Linked DNA regions of Zea mays: region 2 is linked to region 1. A link is a contact called in public Hi-C data. All regions are on one chromosome and are shown on one strand. Each heading gives the region's core, a stretch centred on a gene start, on an enhancer-like site or on the middle of the called end of the contact. The rest is flanking DNA. Distances are from core to core; before and after follow the strand shown.

Region 1 (2,700 bases), core at 80-2,579:
AATAGGCTTTCCCAGGTAGCCAAGGTGGTCGTTGGGGGCAATCAGACGAGCTTCATAAAATACAGGAATATACTGGAAGGAGTGGTGATATTGCACGAGGTCATTCACGATTTGAAATAAAAAAAGAGAGGTCTGATTTTAAAAATTGATTTTGAAAAAAATCTATGACAAGGTCATATGGGAGTTTTTAGCTGAGGTTTTAAAATCTAAGAAGTTCCCTGACAAATGGATCAATATGGTTATGAGAACAGTGGAGAATGGGAAAGTGTGTGTTAACATGAATGGGGAGAAGAGTAAATATTTCAAGACTTTTAGGGGCCTTAGGCAGGACGACCCGCTATCTCCTCAGCTCTTTAATTTGGTGGCTGACGCCCTTAAGTGTGCTTTTCTGGATGCACGGGTTTCCAAAGGCCACATCTCTGGAGGTTTTAGATGATGTTCTACCGGGTGGTATCTCGTATATTCAATACGCAGATGATACATTAATTATGATTGACAGATCAGAAAAATCAATTTTAAATTTGAAATTAATTCTATACTTCTTTGAATGGTTATCAAGGCTATTTTTTCATAAAAGCGATGTTACGTGTTTGGAGCGGATCACCAAGAGGTTGAAGAGATGGCCAATATGCTTAATTGTTCCTTGGGAACCTTTCCTACGAAATATCTAGGCATCCCTATCTCTGACCACACCATTAACTCGGTAGTTTCAGATCCTATTTTGGTGAAAATGAGTAAAAGGTTGGACCCATGGAAGGGCAAGTACCTCTCTGCTGATGGGAGAATGATTCTAACTAACTCATGTCTTAGTAGTCTACCTATGTATTCTATGGGTTTTTATCTTTTTCTTAAATAGTTTCATCATAAAATGAATTCGATTAGATCTAATTTCTTTAGCAAGGAGCTGAAAAAGAAAAATCCCACATGGCCAAATGGGGGATGATGACTAGTCCGAAAGACCAAGGGAGTCTAGGCATTCTAGAGAGCATAATGATGAATGAATGTTTGTTAGTAAAATGAATTAGGAACATTTCTTAGGGGTTCGAGAATACTTGGTTCAAACTTATCAAAGCGAAATATATGATCAAAGGAAACTTTTTTCTGTCAACTGTTAGAGGAGCGTCTCAATTTTGGAGAGGGTTGCACAAAATTAAACACTTTCAAATGCGCGTATGGAACCGTTTGGCCCATAGCCAAGCTTTTTTCTGCAAACAATTAAATTGGGCTAGCTCGCTGCATAGTTCGCGGCCCATCGAAATAACCTCTCTCTCTAAAGCCCTCCAGAAGCCCAGAAGCATATATTTTCCTTTTCCGTTGCATCCTCTTTTTGATATTTTTTCCTTTTCAGTTTGGCATCAGAATCAGAAGAACTCCAACTTGCGTCGGCAACCGCGAAAAGCGGAGGGAGGGGGAAGGGACGTGGGACCGATCCAATCATCAATCCACTAGCTTCACTGGGAAACGAAGAAAGAACATAGGACTGATCCGGTCGGTGGGACTTCCTCTCGAATCGCCCCGATCGAGACCCTAGTTGCCCCACGAACCGAGGATCCAAGATGAGTTTCCTGTTCGGGAAGCGGAAGACGCCCGCCGGTAAGACCTTCCTTCCAATCCTGAAAGAATCACTGTGAAATTTGGTCCGATTGCTTCGTCTAGCTGCGTAGTTTGTTTTGTCTATGATGGATGATGATGAGGTATTCCTTAAAGATTAGACACTGACGATGTCTTGTGCTGGGCGAAACCATGGCCGAGCATGGAAGGATTTATTGGCACACTTTGAGCGGGGCGTGTAATCGGGGAGTTGTGCGAGCTCGGGATTACGACGTAGGGGCTTCCGCAAGACTTGTAATATTGTGGAATTGGGCCGGCAGCTACTGTGCTTTATTAGTTATAGATCTGTTCAAGCTTTCCTCCTCTTTGGATTATTGAATAAAATTAGCTTGTACTATACAGAAGTGGCTTTGAGGAATAATAAGTTCGATCTTTTATGATTTCCTTCGAGGAAAACATCTCTTATATCTTCATTCAATGAAGATAGCCTTACATTTCCTACCTTATGACATATGGTTTTGCTACTTATGACTATTTCTTTCATCAGAGCTGTTAAGAGAAAACAAGAGAATGCTGGATCGATCCATCAGGGAAATTGAGCGAGAGAGGCAAGGATTGCAGGCCCAGGAGAAAAAGCTCATCACTGAGATCAAGAAAACAGCTAAAGAAGGCCAGATGGTATGAACTCTGGTATCTTTTGGAACTTGGAACTCATGTTTTGATTTTGTTCCTGTTATTTTAGACCGCTTCATATTGGAATTCGTGAAAGTCTTTTTTATAGAAGAATTCCTTTTGGAGAATAGCTTATATTTCAATTAACCTTCAACCATGATCAGGGACAAAGCCAGAAATTACTGATAGGTGGGGCCAAGGGCTAAAATATTTTTATTAGGGGGGATAACTCGATATTTTTGCCGAATTAAATACCATGAGTAAGAGAAATTCATTTAGCAGAGAAGGTGTGTTATGGCAAGTAGAGTGCCAGACAGATTATATTAGTTTGGTTTGTTAGGAAAGAGAGATTAGGAAATAGAATTATTTGCTAGGAAAGAATAGTCCAAATTGATGAGGACTCGTTTAGGAAATAGAATTGTTTGTTAGGGAAGAAGAGTTCAAATCGATAAGGATTCCTCCTTGTTTATAAAATTA
Region 2 (2,781 bases), core at 68-2,567, 370 kb after region 1:
ATGGACCAGATACATATGAATACCTACGGATACAAATAGTCGAATACATATGGTTTTTCTATCAGATTCGGATATGGACAGTGTCAGCTGTATACTAAGATATGAATGGATATTGGCATCATATATATCTGACTACAAGCATCCGAATATGGAACAGTACCTATAGCCCTTTGATCGGACAGCCAGTCCATACCATTTAAACCCTTACCCATATGTACAACAAATATGACAATGTGTTACTTAGGCGTCTTTTATCATAGGTAGAGCTGTAGAAGATAATAATCATTTTTTAAAATATTTGGACAACGATTAAGAAAAACTCCAAACTTTCCCACAGAGGTTTCAGTCAAGTTAACATGGCCACCAGCTAGTACTGTGGCTGTAGCCTGTATGCCCTTACATACTAAAAATGTACAATTCAGAAGTGATCAAGGAACTCATGATGGGATAAGCTATGACCTGGGATGTTCGACACCAATTCAAGAACTAGCAACAGTAAACTGTGACTGAGTTTTCACTCTGTTGCCCATCCTATTGCAGTAGGAATTATTAACATAAAATCCGTGTATTTCCTTTTCTGTGAGCACCAACCATCATCATTCCAATAAGACGGCAAAAGCTGTTTGTTCTGTAACTAATACGTCCGTTGTCGCATGCAGTTTCCAAGTAGAATTCGGTTCACTTGTCTGTGTGGTTGTAAATGTAGCCCTCAAGCATCAACTAGCAAAGCACCGTCACATTTCTCTAGAGGGAGTGAATTTTCAGCGGAGCACCAACAACATTTCGTTACTATAAAAAAACTGTGGGCCGTCATCGACGAAACTGCGGCAGCTTTTTGGGCGGTACGGTTACCCACACGATCCTTCTAAAGCCCCCCTCCTAATCACAGCGCACATCAGCCTCTGCGTTTCACATGCGATCAGAATCGAACTTCGATTTCGCACTCAGATCTCACCGTAACCAATCGATCCGGACGGTGAGCGAGGTGGGGGAGGAGGCGTGATGGTGAAGGCACTCACCGCTATCTCCGATGAGGAGCAGCTTGATGAGGAAGTCGTAGTCGGCCCGGGCCCTCGCCGGAGGCGCCGCCATCTCCGAGACCCAGGAAAGGTTCCGCCTGCCTCCAGCCGAGCCCACGCGACGCACAGCAAGCGCCCGCTGCAGCAGCGAGCGGCCGTCGGATTCGACCGAGCGGAACACTATCCGGGTCGGAGGCGCGTCCTAGCCGGTCGGCGCGCCGTCGAAGCGGCGGCGGGGCGATGAAGTGAGGTACGAGATCGGATGCGGTGGGAGAGAGGAGAGAAGTAGAGAAGGAAGGTGGTGGGGGAGGGTGGAAGTGGTCCACCGTGGACTTTGAGCGGACCGTGTCACGCACACGTGGGGGCCTGGGTGGTGACCGCGTTCCACCATCCGACTGATCTGCACACGAGCTTTAACAGTTGAACACTCAACAATTGTCATTCCATATGGTTTCACTCGCTCGAGCTGAAAAAGAATACGCTTCCTACCTAGTGCTAAGTCCAAAAAAAATCATTTCACCCTTTTTTAAGGGTTTTTTAAATTGGTGCCTTTTAAAAAACCCAAATAATTATGATATCGTATTATTATCATTAACATAATCATGAAATGTATTTTTGTAATGCTCATATTTAAAATCATAATTAACGATGCTATTTTTTACAAGTTTAGTTAAACTTAAAAATATTTAGCTTGTACCAAATCATAATTAAGGATGTTCATATTTAAAATCACAATTTCTCACCATCGCTGTTAAGGATGCTGAAACTGGCCAGTTATCAGACAGACAGCATCATGTCAACTATGCAAACATAAGGCATTCAATAAACCTCGTCCTCCACCAGTTCTCATGTCTCATCCCCTATCTTATCTTTTATTTTAAACTTTATTTTATAAATAGTTTCAAACATAGTCATCTACAGTGTTGCATCCCCTATGGCCTATTTACACGCTCCACCGAAGGAGACAGCCTAACACAGTTTCGATGGCAATAATACTATTAAACACGGATGAAACCCATCAGGATATCAAAGGAAAACAAAACAATGAGGTGGTGACCAAATCCAATGGATTGATTCATTAGTTGATTGATGGTAACCATTTGAGTAATACATGCGAATTGTACGGTGGATTGGAGGGTCTCCAGTCTACCAGAGTTGATGCATAAGTACTCCTAAGAACTGTGCAAACAAATTATAAACGATATGCAAGTAACAACCAGGGTGAAGTGAGTTGTAGGTACATACAGCCAGGGTGAAGTGAGTTGTAGTTGTAGGTAAATACAGCAAGAATCTTAAGAACTGTGCAGACAAACTATAGCTGTAAGTCTGTCTATACTACTGCTTGAGAGAACAACCAGGAGTTTCATCTATTTGTACAACTACAGAACGACAAAAAAACAAAAGAGATAGCACCCTGTAACTGGAGTTGGATTACAGAGGAAACTTGCCAGTTATCACAGACAGACAGCATCAAGTTAACTCTACAAACACAGGGCATCCGATGCACCCATAAGCACTTTGGATGACAATAATACGATTTAACACTGATGAAACCCATCAGGGTTATCAAAGGAAAACAAAACATGCAGGTGGCGGCCAAATCAAATGGATGCATGATTTCATTAGTTGATCGCATGAATCCATGACCAAAAAGAATATTTCTTCCAATATAAGTGACGTGATTTTTTTTCAACACCAGTGAGCCAGAAGAGCATAAAAAAGATGGATTTGGACTTCATTGCTCACAGTAGAAACACCAGGA

The links. A called contact is a pair of places that touch in the nucleus more often than the background predicts.
Region 2: a contact with region 1 is called in a Hi-C map of endosperm, with 4 times the contacts expected there. The contact joins the promoter of LOC100502497 here to the promoter of LOC100193992 in region 1. A contact is called at or near these places in 4 of 25 Hi-C or Micro-C datasets (ear, endosperm and leaf).

What each region holds. Positions count from the first base shown.
Region 1 is chr7:23,030,546-23,033,245 of Zm-B73-REFERENCE-NAM-5.0, forward strand. It overlaps LOC100193992, which reads left to right and starts at 1,330. Exons shown (of 5, transcript NM_001139057.2): 1 at 1,330-1,593; 2 at 2,099-2,229. The coding sequence starts at 1,557.
Region 2 is chr7:23,404,236-23,407,016 of Zm-B73-REFERENCE-NAM-5.0, forward strand. It overlaps LOC100502497, which reads right to left and starts at 1,318. Exons shown (of 8, transcript NM_001196975.1): 1 at 1,020-1,318. The coding sequence starts at 1,092.